Regions from separate parts of the Mus musculus genome. Here all the other regions are linked to region 4. Evidence: chromatin contacts called from public Micro-C and promoter capture Hi-C data. All regions are on one chromosome and are shown on one strand. Each heading gives the region's core, a stretch centred on a gene start, on an enhancer-like site or on the middle of the called end of the contact. The rest is flanking DNA. Distances are from core to core; before and after follow the strand shown. Region 1 holds the start of Egr3 (early growth response 3). Region 2 holds the start of Bin3 (bridging integrator 3). Region 3 holds the start of Bmp1 (bone morphogenetic protein 1). Region 4 holds the start of Ppp3cc (protein phosphatase 3, catalytic subunit, gamma isoform).

The links. Promoter capture Hi-C pulls out the DNA fragments that hold promoters and counts their contacts. A called contact is a pair of places that touch in the nucleus more often than the background predicts. Capture Hi-C pulls out chosen DNA fragments and counts their contacts.
Region 1: a contact with region 4 is called in a Micro-C map of embryonic stem cells, with 6 times the contacts expected there. The contact joins the promoter of Egr3 here to the promoter of Ppp3cc in region 4. A contact is called at or near these places in 7 of 39 promoter capture datasets (cranial neural crest, embryonic stem cells, frontonasal cranial neural crest and 3 more), 21 of 484 Hi-C or Micro-C datasets (B cells, CD4 T cells, CD8 T cells and 7 more), 1 of 115 datasets of contacts at active chromatin or transcription factors (effector CD8 T cells) and 2 of 9 other capture datasets (adipose tissue and liver).
Region 2: a contact with region 4 is called in a promoter capture Hi-C map of pancreatic islet. The contact joins the promoter of Bin3 here to the promoter of Ppp3cc in region 4. A contact is called at or near these places in 6 of 39 promoter capture datasets (the C10 cell line, cranial neural crest, embryonic stem cells and 3 more), 1 of 484 Hi-C or Micro-C datasets (myocytes), 2 of 115 datasets of contacts at active chromatin or transcription factors (bone marrow-derived macrophages and effector CD8 T cells) and 2 of 9 other capture datasets (adipose tissue and pancreatic islet).
Region 3: a promoter capture Hi-C map of embryonic stem cells shows a contact between it and region 4, with 9 read pairs. The contact joins the promoter of Bmp1 here to the promoter of Ppp3cc in region 4. A contact is called at or near these places in 4 of 39 promoter capture datasets (cranial neural crest and embryonic stem cells), 8 of 484 Hi-C or Micro-C datasets (embryonic stem cells, liver, uterus and 1 more) and 1 of 115 datasets of contacts at active chromatin or transcription factors (memory CD8 T cells).

Annotation. Positions count from the first base shown.
Region 1 is chr14:70,075,879-70,079,851 of GRCm38.p6, forward strand. Egr3 (early growth response 3) reads left to right here and starts at 1,439. Exons shown (of 2, transcript NM_018781.4): 1 at 1,439-1,720; 2 at 3,018-3,973. The coding sequence starts at 1,567.
Region 2 is chr14:70,098,609-70,103,068 of GRCm38.p6, forward strand. Bin3 (bridging integrator 3) reads left to right here and starts at 1,485. Exons shown (of 9, transcript NM_021328.4): 1 at 1,485-1,588. The coding sequence starts at 1,581.
Region 3 is chr14:70,517,613-70,521,807 of GRCm38.p6, forward strand. Bmp1 (bone morphogenetic protein 1) reads right to left here and starts at 2,648. Exons shown (of 20, transcript NM_009755.3): 1 at 2,257-2,648. The coding sequence starts at 2,425. Sftpc (surfactant associated protein C) reads right to left here. Exons shown (of 6, transcript NM_011359.2): 4 at 4,193-4,195; 5 at 3,705-3,860; 6 at 3,329-3,503. The coding sequence ends at 3,714.
Region 4 is chr14:70,287,756-70,291,668 of GRCm38.p6, forward strand. Ppp3cc (protein phosphatase 3, catalytic subunit, gamma isoform) reads right to left here and starts at 1,742. Exons shown (of 14, transcript NM_008915.3): 1 at 1,426-1,742. The coding sequence starts at 1,474.

The sequences.
Region 1 (3,973 bases), core at 189-2,688, 210 kb before region 4:
ACCGCCTTGGTGGCTTAGAATCTGTGGGTTTCACATCTTCCCGCAGTAACTCAGCCGCAAGCCCTTCGCCGGCTGCAGTAGATAGCGACTGTGCCCCGGCCTGCTGGGCCCTCCTGCCATCCTGTGGCCAAAGGGGTTTGCTTTAGAACCGTTAGGGAATTTATCTGGGAATTATTTGGTGCACGTGTTTTCTATCCCCTAAACTTCACTCTTTCCTAATCTCCACAACAACAACAACAACAACAAAACCCTCATACCCTCGCCCCTAAAAGTTCTTGCCCACTGCGCAACTAGCTAATCCGCTACACATTCCCGGGCCACTGCGCTCAACTGAGAGTCAGCGCGGGGTCAGGAACCCCAAGGGAGGGGCCGGGGCTGCGGGCGGTGAATCAGAATGATGTCCGCACGAAAGTTCTAAGTGTCCAAGAATAAGAAGCCTTAGGACATTAGAACCCCTTCCCCAAAGGAAAATACTTCATCTCTCCATCTGAATCCAGTCAAGGATAAGAAGGAAAGACAGAAGTTGTGTGGGGGAGCCTGGCTTGAAGCGGTCACCTCTCCCATTCCTAGACTGCTAAGGAACCTGTGTCCTGGTGTACTGAACTCTTTCTAAATGCTGGGAGTGCTGGAGACCAATTGCAAACAACTCCACTCCTCCAACGACTAAATTCTGTCTCTAATGCTGTCCTCAAATAAAAACCTACATGTTTAGTTACAGGGTTTTTCAACTGTGCACTGCGCATCGCGCGCTTTGCATTCGGCTTCGTCCCTCTTTCTTTTTTCTCTTCTCGCTTTCCTTCTTTCTAATCTAATTGACTTTTTTTTTTTTTTTTTTTTTTTTTTTAAAGAACGGAGAGCGGTGCGGGCGCTGCACGTTGGCTGCGGCCCGCTTCCTGCTTTCTAATGTTCCATTGTGAGGAGCTTCCATTGTGACGTCGCGCCCCTTCGGCTGGGCTTTGTCTGTCCATATATGGGCAGCTACGTCACGGAGCTTTCCCGGGGCTCAGATAAATAGACTGGTGGAGTTCCCTGGCTGGGAGCTTTTGGGCAGCAGTGAGCTAGCTAGGAAGCGGCGGGGCTGGTTGGTGGTGATAGCAGCGGCGGCGGCAGCAGCAGCAGAGGAGGTGGCGGCGGCAGCGGCGGCGGCGGCTGTGGCAGATCGGGGGGCGGGGGGGGTCGGCGGGCTCGTGTCTGTGAGATCAATACTGAAGCCGCGTCTGACCCCCTGGAGCCTAGATCACCCCCCCAGCCCAGCCCCCATCCCACTCCTCGCACACGCCCCACCCCACCCCCACGACCCAGCGTCGCACCGCACCAGCCGAGGCACCCGAGAGGATTACCCTCTTTGCCCCTCTCCCATCCACCCCTCCAAAAAAGAATAGATCCCCTCCCCTGACCCACCCCTTCCCCTTTTCACTCCCCCCTCCCTCCGAACTTTCCCTCTCGCATGCTTTTCCCCTGCACCACGGATCGCCTCTCGGATGCCGCTCGCCTGGAAGCTGCGTTAGGAACAGGCGGCGGCGGCGGTGGCGGCGGCGGCGGTGGCGGCGGTAGCTCGGGAGTGCTATGACCGGCAAACTCGCCGAGAAGCTGCCGGTGACCATGAGCAGTTTGCTAAATCAATTGCCTGACAATCTGTACCCCGAGGAGATCCCCAGCGCGCTCAACCTCTTCTCCGGCAGCAGCGACTCGGTAGCCCATTACAATCAGATGGCTACAGGTAAGGGTGGCGGTGAGGCGGCGAGGCAGCGAGGAAGGAAAGGGGGAGGACGAGGAGGAGGGAGCGAGCTAGCGATGGATGCACATATCGATGGATGCAGAAATGGATGGATGGAGAGACGGATGGAAAGATGGGGGGCGCGCTGGGAATTTTCTGGGGGGCGAGTTGCTTTTCCCACCCACTCCTCCCGCCCTCCGAGATCGGGAAGGCTTGGTTGGAGACGCCACGGTTGAGGCTTCGGTTCTCCCGGGTGGGGGCAGCCGCCGACTGGAGGGAGGTAGGTGCGAGCAGCTCTGGGGTTCTCCCTCCCCACGCAGGGGGCCCGATCGCTGGGCTGCGTGCAAGGCGTGGTGCTGTAGCCCCCTTTCTCGGGAGGAGCCCAGCGTCTTTTTCACCCGCGCTCTCCCCCCTCCTTACTCCCTCAGCCTCCCACCCGGGATGGAGCCATGTGCGGCGTGGAGTCCCCACGGTGGGAGAGGTACTGCGACGCTGCCTTTCCGGGGCGTTCAGCAAAGCCATTGGGGGTGTGGGGACGGTGGGGAGAGGGAGGGGGCTCACCCACGGGGCGGGGGAAAGGGTTTGCCACCGGGGGCGATCCTGGGACCCGGGAGCTTGGGAACGGCGGCCGCTCCCGCCGTGGAGACATGGGCTGGTTTTCCGCCGCTCTCCACTCTCCTTAGCTGGGTTTAGGCTTTTCCCCTCCAGCCCGAGCAGAAAGCTCCTTCAGGCCGGGAGGAGACTGGGGCCGGGAGAGGCTCCCTTTACGGGCGGCACCCTTCTGCGCTCCGAGGACAAAAGCGTCGAAGCTCTTTGGGTCGGCCACCCGGGCTCAGCGCGCGTAGGGGGACCTCGCTTGGGGCATGAAGGCGCGGCGTCTTGGAGTAGACAGGGCCGGGGGAAGAGGCCGAGTTGTGTGTGCTGGAGAGCGAGAGCCGGGCGCGCTCCGGGTCTGAAACTACCTGTAGCTGCAGCTACCTGTCCGCCCCACCTCGGGAAGAACAACAATGCTCTCTTGCGCGCGTGCGTGTCTGTGTGTGGTACGTGAGTGTGTGCGCGGCGTGTGCGGTGTGTGTGCCGGAGCCACTCCACACCCCGATCCGTAGTATTTTGCTGTATCCAGGTTGCGCCGGGGAGCGCGGCACCGCCCGCTTTGCGCCGGGCTCGGCGTTCCTCTTACCCCACGCGCTGCGCACTCCAGCCGGCCGCACCCTCTACTCCTGGGCAAGGACCTGGGCGCCGCGGCCGGGAGCCGGCTCGGCTTCACTCACCCCTCCCCTCTCTCCCCCGCTCTCCGCAGAGAATGTGATGGACATCGGTCTGACCAACGAGAAGCCCAATCCGGAACTCTCTTATTCGAGCTCTTTCCAGCCAGCCCCCGGCAACAAGACCGTGACCTACTTGGGAAAGTTCGCTTTCGACTCTCCTTCCAACTGGTGCCAGGACAACATCATTAGCCTCATGAGTGCCGGCATCTTGGGGGTGCCCCCGGCCTCAGGGGCGCTCAGTACGCAGACGTCCACGGCTAGCATGGTGCAGCCTCCTCAGGGAGACGTGGAGGCCATGTATCCGGCGCTGCCTCCTTATTCCAACTGCGGCGATCTCTACTCGGAGCCCGTGTCTTTCCACGACCCCCAGGGAAACCCTGGGCTCGCCTATTCCCCCCAGGATTACCAATCGGCCAAGCCGGCCTTGGACAGCAATCTTTTCCCCATGATTCCTGACTACAACCTGTACCACCATCCCAACGACATGGGCTCCATTCCGGAACATAAGCCCTTCCAGGGCATGGACCCCATCCGGGTCAACCCACCCCCTATTACCCCACTGGAGACCATCAAGGCCTTCAAAGACAAGCAGATCCACCCGGGATTCGGCAGCCTGCCCCAACCGCCGCTCACTCTCAAGCCCATCCGGCCCCGCAAGTACCCCAATCGGCCTAGCAAGACCCCGCTCCACGAGCGGCCCCACGCGTGTCCCGCGGAAGGCTGTGACCGCCGTTTCAGCCGCTCAGACGAGCTGACCCGGCACCTGCGCATCCACACGGGCCACAAGCCCTTCCAGTGTCGGATCTGCATGCGCAGCTTCAGCCGCAGCGACCACCTCACCACTCACATCCGCACGCACACCGGGGAGAAGCCCTTTGCCTGTGAGTTCTGTGGGCGCAAGTTTGCGCGCAGCGACGAGCGCAAGCGCCACGCCAAGATCCACCTCAAGCAAAAGGAGAAGAAGTCGGAGAAAGGGGGTGCGCCCTCT
Region 2 (4,460 bases), core at 235-2,734, 190 kb before region 4:
TGAAATTGATCATGCTGCCAAAGATGGGACTAGAGCCCTGAGTTCTTCCCTTGGTCCAGATCTCATCCATTCTTGTCCTGCAAAATGTGTCAGCTACTCCAACCAACAGCCCCCAAACAGACTTCTCTCGATATACACAGTCCTAGGCTAGAACTTTTGAAAATATTGCTCACCACAGACGATGTCTGAGGGAGGCTGAGTATGGGGCAGGGGGAAATGGGGCAGAGCCATCCACAAGTGCTGGAACACCAAGAGACTCACAATCACACAGTGTTTCCATTCATCTCACCCCATACAAAGCTGCAAGACTCTCCCAACCCATGCTCTCTGCCTCAGCTGTTTGTCAAGGATTCTGGGTCTTCTATTCTCTTCAAGACCACTCCTTTGCTCCTGCTTACTTATTTCCTGAAGAAATAGCATGGTGATGGTCTGTGACATGTCTTGAGGGAGCCACCTCCTATTGGAAAGCCTTTTTAAAACTAAAAGCCATCCCTTGTTCCTCCTCCTCTGAGCCCCTGGGCCCTGGGAATTTGGGACACGTTGTATATACCTCTGCTCTAGGTCATAGGGACTTAGCTGCTCCCCTGGCTGTGCCTACAACCCTCCAGGTACATTTGAAGAAAGCGAAGTCCTAGAGAGGTCAGGAGAGAGGATTGGAACGGTTCTCTCTGCTTGAGTTTCTGGCTTCTAAAGCAGGAACTTGGGCAGAGAAACTCGGTTCAGCGTATAACTCTAGGTAGTTTGTGGTACACTGGGGCTCTGAATTCTGAGGCCCAATGCAAGCTGTTTGCTTAGATCTTATTCTTCTAAAACCCCATGCACAGCTCCAGGGGCCCCTAACAGCCTGTCCAGCAACTTGTTAGGATTTTTCCTAACATTGCCGAGGCCTTCTACTCCTGTTGTTGTTGTTTTGTTTGCTAGGCTTTGGTGTATTGTTTTCTCTTAAGACTGGATTGATTGTGAAGCCCAGATGGGCCATGTTGTCAACATTAGCCTCGAACTCATGACCTCTCCCTGCCTCAACCTCCAGAATTCGGGGATTGCAGATACCTGTCTGTCATCACACCGGGCTTTCTGAATCTTCCCTCATTGAATAGCTTCACAGACTAGTCCACCCTGAAAAGCACTTAACTCTGTTTCCATTCGAACCCCGAACCTTCTTGAAGAGGGGGGAGGGGACCCAGGTGATGTAGGTGAGACATGCAACATTTTCAATACGAAAGTGTGTAGAGCAAAGCGCAAGCTTCCCGTCTACTGTGTCTCCTCTAGCTCCTTCCCCTGTCGCCGCTTGTGTCTCCGAGTTAGAAACCCCATATCAGACAGAAACTGCAGCCCGTGATGGGTTCTACGCACAGAGCCTTAAAAGCAGGGCCGGAGCGCAACCACGTCCCGCAAAGAAAGTCCGCCTCAAACAACAAGAGAACAAAGTGTTAACGCGTGGGCCCGCCTCCCTCCCGCCTCTTCCGGGCATAAGGGGGCGTGTCCCTCATCACTTCCTGGAGACTGGCCGAATCCGGAAGTGATCCTCGAGAACCTACTTTTCTACCGAGGACCCCGGCAGTCGGCGTGGGTTTAGGACCATGAGCTGGTGAGTGAGGCCGGGTGGCGTCGGCTGGAGCCAGGGCGGCCCGACAGCCCTGCTCCTAAGCGGTTCCGGGAGCCTCCTCGGTGCTCTCCCGGAGGCTCCATCTCTCGGCCAGACTCCCGAGGAGGATCCCTTAGCCTTGGACCCGCGTCTGATCCCTGTTGCCTGCCCTTTCTCCCATCGCATTTCCTTTCACCTCCTTGGCGTGAGGAGTCCCTCTTCCCTCTTCTCTCAGCTATCCATTGAGGTGGAGTCAGTGTCCTCCTTCGCTCCCGTGGGCATCTCTACACCGCGCTTATCTGCTCCGGAGCTGTGTTGCTCATTGAGGCAGACTAGGCACAGTTCTGTGACCAAAATCCAGCTGCTTTCAGACAACTGGAATAACATCACCTAACAGTGCCTCAAAAGACGAAATTCTTTTTAAAAATGTAAAAGTTGATTCTCACATGGGAAGGATCAGAATTGCACCACACACACACACACACACACACACACACACACACACATTTAATGTGTGATTGGACTGTTTGAATCTTTCCAGGGCTGTGACCCCACTGCCCTCTCTCTAAGATAGACATAGCTTAAACTTTATGGGGATCGTCAAACCAAGGAGCCATAGAGCTGGAATGTCACAGCTGCAGATGGGGGTGGGGGGAGCTCACGGTGGATACTTCCTGTTTGTGATTAGCCTAATGTGGAAGGTCCTCTTTCCCCAAAAGCTGGTCCTTAATTGTTGCTCTGGGGTTTTTGTTTTTGTTTTTACGTGCAGATGAAAAGTCATAAATTTTCTGTCTTCCTAGGGCTTCTTTAAAGGCTGTCAATGTCTTTACCATTAGGCCCAAGAGCCTGTGTGTCCATGGTCCCCACTCAAACTCCTAACTGTTTACAATGCATTTGTATGAATAAATTGGCCTCCAAGGAAGTATGAGATTAATCAGCCCTCTTTAGATCCCAAGGTGCATTAATGTAGGGGGCTGGACTTGCTCAGAGCCCAGTCTGTTATGCAAAATAAGTGCATGATAATCAGCTATGAATGAATGAAATTAGCTAGACACCCTCTGAGAAGGCTTTCACACTTGACCACCAGTGGAGACCAAGCTTTCGCCACAAGCAGCTAATGTCAGTCAATGTCAAGGATAGCTTTCTAATGTACAGTGTAAACCACTTCTGCCCCTTCCTCCACCTGCTTCTCAGACTGAGGTTAATTGGTGGACAAATGTCAGACAGCTGGAGAAGCAGGGAACAGAACACACACACACACACACACACACACACACCCGCGAAGCTCTAATAAGCCTCAGCAGGAGATACTCATTTCCCCTCAACCTCTTCCTCCAAGAGGCCCACAGAAAGCTGGAACCCCTAAAAGCTAACTTCCCCATCTTGTTACAGCTTAGCTAGTGACAGGTCAAGGGGCACTTCCTCAGTTCCCTTTGCTAAAGGGAAATCTCCTGAAGCAGAGTCGTTTCTTTTAAGCATCAGTCTGTGTACCTCCAGCTTCATGATGCTAGAAGTCATCTTGGTTTATGCACCTTGAATCTTTGAATCTCTCTTGCCTAATTTTTAAAAATAAAAAAGAAAGTATAGGTGCTTTCCGTTTAGACTGACATTTCTATTTTAAAAAAAAAAAATAGAATAAGTGGAACAGAGGCCACTAGAGGTGTTGGTTCTCTGAATGGGCTCCTCCTCCTCTTCCTCCTCCTCTTCTTCCTTCTCCTCCTCTTCCTCCTCCTTTTCTTGAAAACTAGCATTTTTTTTTCCAAACCATTTTCCAACAAAGCCCATCAGGTTGGAGAGACTTGGAATTGGCAGCCACTAACAGGGCTGAGGTTGTCATGAACTACTTGGCCAGTACAAGCACATCTTAGTGCCTCTTTGGACGGAGGGTCACAACCAAAAGCATGGCTTTGTCCCTGAAGGAAGAGATCCATTTCTCTTCCTGCTTCGAGGGCTTCTACGTCATCTCTTGCGTGGACCCTGACCCTCTCTCCCAGAGAGGGGACCAACGCCCGTGCCTGGGCACACAATCGCACTCAGTTCCTAGCTCAATGGCTGGCAGGGGAACGAGAGTTGGGTCCTTCTGACTCACTCGCAGCGTGGTTTTTCTGCTCCCAGAATGAATCCATCCATTCATCTGAGATTGGAATTTTCACTAGGGGAAGAGACCAGAGTGACGTAGAGCCATCATGGGAGGCTGATGCCCAAGGTCAAGTTCACCAAGTACATGGACTAGGCCAAGCCTAGTTAAATAAGGCCTGAGGCTGCTGTGGTCCGTGGTGCCCAAAGGGTATCCATTGTTCTGGACTAGGCTGTCCTTTCAAAATGTCACAGTGAGAAATGTCCAATATTGATGCCCTTTGCACACTGTGGACTTTGCAGGAAGAGTAAGAGGTCTTTGTTTGTTTCTTTCACTGTGCAGGCAGCCTGCATAACCCCTGTTTATTTAGTGAGTACCTGCACTACCACCACCCACCTACCCATTAGCCTTCCAGCAAGGCAACTCAGTGGTCTGCCCGATTTGGAAGGAAGCATTGGATATTTGCCTCTCAGAGCACTAGTCCACCTCTTGGCCCCAAATCACACGCTCCCCACTTTGTCCTCACCCCTGCTCCACCTGTTTCTGCATAACTGTGTATTCAGTGCAGTATGTTGTGAAAATGAACTACAACTAAAGGTAATTGCCGGGCATGGTGGTACACACCTTTAATTCTAGCACCAGGGATTAAGGCCAAACTGGTCTACAAAGTAACTTCTAGACCAATCAGAGATACACAGTGAGACCTTGTATCAAAACCAAAGAAGAACAGTGACTTTAATCTCGGCTGTCTCAAAGAATTATAGCTTTCCCTGGATCCATGGACCTCCATAATCTGAG
Region 3 (4,195 bases), core at 1,398-3,897, 230 kb after region 4:
GGGCTCGGCAGATGTATATGTATACCAGTCCAGTTTCCTGCAGGGATGATCCACAGGGCCTAGCATCAGTCACACCCAAGAAGAAGGCCTGATCTGACCCTGAAGCTAGGCCCTGGCAGGCTCTAGGACCTCTCAGCCACCTCAGGCCTGGCCGAGCTCCCCACCAGCCTCACATCACCCTGGTAGAGAACTTTCTCCAGAGCCCTTGCTTGAAGTTCCAACTCAGCCAGCCCCACCCTAGCATGAAATCTGAGACTAGGGATGGAGCCCTGAGCCTATTGCTATTCCCAAAAATCACTCCCATTCTCAACATGAGCATAGCTTCCTATCCATTCTTTGAGGCTGTGCTCCTGTCCTGGTGCCTCCACAAAAAATCTCCACTCTACAAACCTTCCCACACACCTTCAAACCACTTTGCTCTGCCCTCCCCATCACCAGGAACGAAGAGATGATGAGGGACCCTAATCTTCCTGAATTATGCTGTGTAACATTAGTGTGCTCTTGGACACTTGCTTAGAACGTGATCTCTTTAAGGACCGAGATCTGTCTGGCAACTCTCTGCACCTCCCACAACATCAAACCCAGCCCTGAGACATATCAAGAAACGAACATCACTGAATGGATATGAGACACCGTACAGGGTCAGAGAGATGTTAGCTTTTTCTAAAATCCAAATCCACACCCTCTCAAAGACATTGATCAAGAGCTGGAGGCACAGAGCACAGGAAATGAACATTTATATAGTGTCTGCTGTGTGTTAATAATAAGTGAATTATATATGTTCTCAGATTTAGCCCTTACCCACCAGCTAGTTCTCTAATGAGGAACTTAAGTTCAGAGACTGTGCTCAGCCTTCCTGGTGGCTAATGAGTCCTTCAGATTTCATGCCTTGCTCATTCTTCCTCCTGCCCTCCTACCACGCACGATGTGATGGAGACTTTTACTGTCCTGGTTTGCCTACAGCATACCAGGCATGGAAGAGGAAAGACTGAAGGGTTTGGTTTGTCCTGTCCTGTAAAATGGTCCCTATCCTACCTAAGGGTGGATGGAGCAAGGAGAGTCCCTGATTAGGTCCTCTGTGCTCAAGATTGTAGCTGCCTGTCCCAAAACTTTGTGTCCATTTCTTGTGTCCCAATCCCTGGCTCTAGCTCTTCGCAGACAGGCTGAAGTCAGAAGCGGGAAGTCGAGGAAAAGTTGTGATAACTTGTCCCCAGTGTATTCCAGACAGCCTGCTTGGGAACATCAATTAGGCCAATGGCCTGAGTGTGTCTGGTCATCTGGTCACTCCAAGGGAATCACAGCAGGAGAGTCCTCATGAACAAAGATCACACACACACACACACACACACACACACACACACACACACACACACACACTAGAAGCCCTGACTTGACTAATTAGCCTCAGGTGTCTGTAGGGCGAGAGAGCTGATGTAGAATATCTGAGACCTCTTTGTGAGACTCATTTGCTAACCTAACTGAGCTCTGGCAAAGCTCTCCTGGCACACAAAGGCACAGGTAAGTCCCCCTGTGCCCCCCAAGCCCCCACCCCTGCCGCCAATTTCTCTGACTTTGACAGCTGTCTCTTGAGTGTTCAGAGAGCTCCTGCTGCTGGCTAGATTCATAGGATTGCCTATGAAGAAGTATTCCATAGAACCTCCTGAAAAACTTTCTCCTTCCACTGGGCTGAGAAGCCGGGAAAATCTATCCCTTTGGAGCTGCAGGCCTTCTTTCTGGGCATCAAACCAGACAGATGTGCTGTGCGGCACTATGGCAAACAGACAAGCAGGCAAACACCAGTATTCCACAAAGCAGGAGGGATAGGGGAGAAGGGACACGGACGGACGGACGGACGGACACACACACACACACACACACACACACACACACACACACAGTTTGGCCAGTAAAGTTTCCCGGTGGAGAAAAAGCCTCCTTGCCAGCGGGATTCGCTGGGACCGAGGGAGGTTTCCCCAGGATTCCTCTGTGAAGGCGAACGGCAGCCGCAGCAGTTTCCACAAACAGCAGCAAAACTTCAGTCCTAAAAGTCCCCCAAACTTCCCCCTCCCTTTCTCCCTCGGTCTTTTGTTCCCCCACTGCATTGCCAACCAAGCAGCTCCCAGCTTCCCACACTGGACTGTCCTCCCCCAACCCCAACTACAACCCCAACCCCAACCCCTGCCCGGCCGGGAGCCTCGATCCCAGCCTGCCCACGCCCGGCTTCCGTGCGCCCTGGGGGAGCCGGGGGTCGCTCACCCGCCTTGCAAGGGTCTTTGTAGTTGAGGAGCTCCGGGGCGTCCTCCTCGCCCAGGTCGTAGGTGTAGTCGGCCAAGTCCAGCGGCCGGCCGGCGCGCGGGAGCAGCAGCAGCAGCAGTAGCAGCGGCAGCGACAGCAGCGGCAGCGGCGGGCGGGCCACGCCGGGCATGCTGGCGGGCGGCGGTGGCGGTGGCGGTCGCGCCCGGACGCGGGAGCGGGGCGACGGGGAAGGGAGCGCTGAAGGCGAAGGGGAGGCGCTCTCCCCCCGAGGCCACCTCTTCCCGTCCCGTTTCCTGTCTCCCGCCCCCCGCTCGGCCCGGCTCTCTCCGGCCCTGGGCTCCGGCGTCCCCTCGCCCTCCTCTCGGTCGCTCCCTTTCTTTTCTCGCCGCCCTCCCACTCCCCACCCCACCCCCCCTTTTAGGGAAATGAGCTCGCTGGAGGGCGGGTTTTCGCCCAGCTCAGCCCCCCTCGGGGCCGGGACCGTGCTCGGCCGGGCCGGGAAGCACGCCAGCCGGGCGGGGAGGACGAGAGTAGCACCGCCCGCCCCGGAGGGGAATCCGCTGCCTGGGACTGGGGCAGGGGCCGGGGAGGGGGCGCGGGCCAGGGATGCCCGGAGGCACCGCTCCGCGAGGGGCCCCCTACAGGCCGCTGTCCTGTACCAGGCGGAGTGCCTCCGGGCACGGGACACGCTGTCAGGTCCGTTCCTTCCTCTTAGACACTGGATCAGCGATCGATCGTTCTCTCCCAGAGACTCCAGAGTCTGTCTGTCTTAGATCTCGGCTCTCTCGCTTCTCACTGTCTCTCTGTCTAGCTGTCTCCCTGCCTGTCTCTGTCGCTGTCCTTCCTTGTGGACACACCGCTGGAGGGCGCCTAACACCCGTGTATGGCACCCAGGTCCCGTCCTCTGTCCCTGCCTTTTGCTCTGTTCCCCATTACCTGGGGTAGGACCAAACCTCCATCACTCTTAGAAAGGACGTGGCAAAGCGCCCCAACTCTCCAAACCCTCTCCTTCCTAGGACGGCTTCTGCTAGAAGCCGAGCTGAGAAAATGTGAAAGAAAAGAAGCGCCACTCTTTGTTTTCCAATCAGGCTGCTTTATTCTTTTGTGATAGGATCCCCCTGGCCCGTAGGAGAGACACCTTTCCTTTACAGACTTCCACCGGTTTCTGGGCAGGAGCAGCTTCCTGCTTGTCTGACAAAGACCCTTTGCGGAGGGTCTTTCCTGTCCCGCTGCGGTTTCTACCGACCCTGTGAAGCAAAGAACTAATGCTTATGGGGACTGAAGAAGCCACCCGCTTGGGTCCAGTGTGGGATGTGTCTGGGAACCCTCCATCCTCCGAGCTCCCGAGACCACTGACTTTAAGAGATACCTAGTAGGTCCCCTGACAAAGCAGGCAGCCCAAGCCCTGCCAGTGTTGCCCAGGCACCCTGAAAGGTACTGTTGCTCACCTGTGGATGCTAGATATAGTAGAGTGGTAGCTCTCCACACAGGGTGCTCACAGCAAGGCCTAGGAAAGCCAGGTCTCTCCCGGAAGAATCGGACTCGGAACCAGTATCATGCCCTTCCTCCTGGCCCAGCTTAGAGGTGGGTGTGGAGGGCTTGGCCTGGAAAGAACACCTACTTTCAATGTCACCTGCTTTATTTAGTGTGGGACACTAAGTTGGTAATTCTCGAGGATCAGTTTCCTCACAAATTCAGAGAGGGACTGGGTTGGATGTAGAAGCCCATAGGTCATGTCTAAGCTCAGCCAAGGCCAACAACTTAGCAGGGCCACCTGAGAGCTGGTAGGGATGGCAGGACACAGGTCCATGGAGAGAGGAGAACATGTCTGATCCAGAAACATCAATACTACACAGGGTACGCTAGTCATCCTTTCACATGTCCCTCTACTCAACCCTCAGAGGGAGACTGCTCCCTCCCTCCCTAACATACCCACCTG
Region 4 (3,913 bases), core at 492-2,991:
CGGTCTGAGGAGAGCGCCGCTTAAGCCTCGCGCAGACCTCATTTATCCTGGCTTGACTCGGGGATTCAGGTTTAAGTGGTTCCCCTGTCTACTTCAGCTGAGAAATAGGCATATTTTGATAAGAGAAAAATATGGGAAGAAAAAGAAGGACGAAACACTACAATGGTAGAGTGGCGAGAAATCATTTTAACGTGGGAGGAACCCGCCAACACCCTTGCCCTTGCGCAGTTGGTTTGCATGGGCCCGTGCTACCCGGGACAGTTCAGAAGTTAATGTCCACCATGACCTTGCTTCACCAGGGAAGGTTGTAGAAGTGATTCCTGTGTATTAAGAGGCTCAGATCTTCCTCATGGCTTAAATGCTATAAAGCCTTCCACGAAGACCGTCATGGCACTCTAGCTGTTAAAGGACTAAGTCCATTCTATGAACAATTGACTTCAATCCCTAATGATTCCAAATTCTGAGGAAATAAGTCTCAAAAGTACTGTCTGCCAAGGCAGATAACTAACATTTATGACACCAATACTATCCTTCTCTCTCTGAGCACTCAATAGGCTCCCCCTTATTTAAAAAAAAAATTATCATTACTAATCTTAGTTTCCTGTCTCCTAATATCAAAATGAAACGGGGAAATAATTTTTAGTTTTTTCCCACTATGGTGAAAACCACCTCACTCAGAAATAACTGGTCTAAGCATAGCACCTTCTTAGAAAACAGTGCTTTCAAACCAACTATTATTATGGAGGGGTCTTAGAAGTCGGACAATAGAAGCATGTGAATCAGTGGTTATGTTAGACAGGTCCTTTTGGGTAAAGGGCAGAAACTATATCATAAACTCAGAAGATTTAGAAACACTTTCGTGTTTCCTTAGAATAACTGAATATCAGATATAATGAGAGACATCTGGGAGATTATTATTCACCAAGTCCTTATAGCCAAAACTTGTAAGCCCTTTTAAGAAGACTGTGTCACTATCATCTTGTTTCTTTTAATAAAAGCAATGACTTGGGATATGTAGAGAAAGTGAGCCAAACGTGCACAGTATACCCACCACACCCCTCAAAAATAATTTTTTAAAGGGTTTGGTAAGGAGCTGTCAAAAAAGAGCTGAGCCTAAGGAAAGGCATGACTTGGGTGAGTCAAGAGAACTCCCTGCTCACACAACCCAGACGGTGTCCCCAGATGAAAGACCAAAAAGTGGGGAATCAGGAGAAACCGCCTGGATGCTTCGGGAGTGGATGGCGGGCGCGGTCGCTCTATCCACCTCCCGCTAGGTACCCGTCCAGCAGTCACCGGGGACGCCGGCGGACAGCAGCCCGGTCCTCCCCGCGCCCTGCAGCGCCTCCCGCCGCTGCCTCCATCCCCGCTCCTCGAGTCCCCGAGCCGTCGCCCGGCGAGGGCCGTTCCCCGCGGCGCGCTCGGCACCTTTGATGACGCGCTCGGTCGTGGAGAACTGAGGGCGCCTCACGGACATGGTCTCCTCCCGGCTCCGGCGGCCCGCTGGACGCAAGCCGCCGCCTTCCTCCTAGGCGGGCTGCGCTCGGCGAGCGGGCAGCCACCGTGCCGGGCCCCGGAATACGGGGCGTCCTCGGACGGCGGCGGCCGCAGCGCCGCTCCCTCCCTGCGGCGGCGCCCGCGGCTCGGCGGGGACGACCGCGTCGAGAGCTACGGCGACCGCGGCTGAGGGACACAACTAGGGAGACCGCGGCTGCGCGCGGCTGGGGCCCCGCGTGCGCGCCTCCGCGCTCACAACTTCCCGGCGGCCTCGAGGGCCGCAGCCGCGCTCTGCGCACGCGCGGATCTCGGGTCTCAGCTCCGGATTCACTGCTGACCGCCGTCCGCCTCGCGTGGGGCAGATGCTCTGGACGCCCAACCCTGACCTGTAGCTTCTCAAACCAGCCGCTGGGACCTCGGAAGCAGCTGCGACCTTGGGACCAGGCAGGTGTCCTGATTCTTGGTGGCTGCCACTGAGTCTGTGTCCCTCTCATCAGAGAGAGCCCCTATCTCATGAACGCTCTCTCCGTTATCACTGGGGTCCTCCACCCACTTTGTCTCCATAAGAAATTAACCATTCTACCCTGTTTCTCAGGTTACCCTCTCCCATTCACCAACCCCCAAACTTTGAAACCCCTGTCAACTTCATGTTTGTTGCATACAGCTTGTATCTAGCAGCCTAAGTACCTCCGTGGCCATCCTACTCCAGTTCAGCTCCTGGGAGAACCCCGTTTCTGAGAAGCGGTGTCTCCCTTTCTATATACATGAGACAGCAGTCACTCACTGTCTTCTGGGACGCTAGCCCAGGCTTCCTTGAGAAAGGGAATTGACTTCTAACCGATTTCCCCTTATATTGTCACCTGCCTACTTGGACGCATCTATTCCACTGTGGAATAGTGACACACAGTGACACCGCACCTGCCTCCCTACCGTGTGTGAGTGTGTGTGCGCGTGTCATGTATGTGTGGTGTGGAGTAGGTGTGTGTGCATGCATGAAGTGTTTGTATTTGTGTGTGCTGGTGAGCTGGCCCATACGAGCACATATGGAGGCCAGAGGTCGAGGCCATCCTCTAGTGCTCCTACCTTAAATTTAATAGACAGGGTCCCATTAAACTTGAAGCTGACATGCCTGCTAGACTGGAAGGCCAGCAAATTCTCTCACCTGTCCCTCTGCCTGTCCCCTTTCCCCCATAGCACTGAAGTTACAAACGCTGAGGTTGTACCCAGGTTCTATTTGAATGCAGGGACTCAAACAGAACCCCATGCTTGTGTTTCACTGAGCCATTTTCCTCATCCCCTCCTCATATGTTTTTTATTTTGTTTTATTTTTGCAGTGATGGGGACTTGCAATCCCATAGTCAAGTTTCACAATCTGGCTTATTTTTAGGTTAAAAATTGGTCATTATTGCTCCTTAATTAGAAGCCTCTTTCTCACTGAGGACAGGACTTGGCCAGGCAAAAAGTACTTTGCTTTTTTTTTTTATTTTAGCAATGATAATGAAATATTGAAACTTAAATCCAAGGAAACGTACAATTTATAGGCCAACCAGTCTTCATAGTTACTACAATGGCCAATAAGTAACCATATGTGGCATTGTAAATTAAATTTTAGTAGTTCAGTTTCCTCTTGTGTCTTAGCCAAACTTCAAGTGCTGGCTGCATTATTGGCTGTGATAAGACATTTTCATCATTGTAGAAAGGGTTGGCTTGGCTTGGCTTGGGGATTTTGTTTGTTTTGTCTTTAGAAACAGGTCTTATGCCATTCAAGCTAACCTGGAACTCATAGCCAAGAGTGACGGTGAGCTACTGATCCTCCTGCCGACACCTCCCAAATGATGGGATTATTGGTATTTACCACCTTGCCAGGCAGTGCAGGAAGTACTGTGGGATAATTAAGAGACTATAGGGTCAAGACTAAGTCTCCCCTAATATAGATTTGTGTACAGAAAGGAGGTCTAGCATATGGACTAGAATCAGACCCTCCCTTGTCTCCTGTTGTCTTGACCTAATCTTTCACGGTAAGGCACACTTGAGGCAGGAGCCCTTCGGAGACTAAATAGAATTTGGTTTTGTTTTCACAGAGTGTGATTTCAGGCTTCCACAATGAGAACAGTTGTGATATTTTAAGAAAGTTCTCTATTTAAGAAGCAATCAGAGTGCTATACCTCCATTGAACAGACATGGAATCAGATGCTAACACCGACAGGATTGCTAAAACCAAAAAGCTTTGGGAAACTCTAAATCAAAAGGAAACAATAGATTATTCAGTATTAGTTATGGAAAGTTTATCAACTACTTGGATTTTTTTTCCCTTCGAGACAGGGTTTCTCTGTGTAGCTCTGGCTATCCTAGAACTCATTCCATAGACCAGGCTGGCCTCGAATTCACAGAAATTCACCTGCCTCTGCTTCCTAAGTGC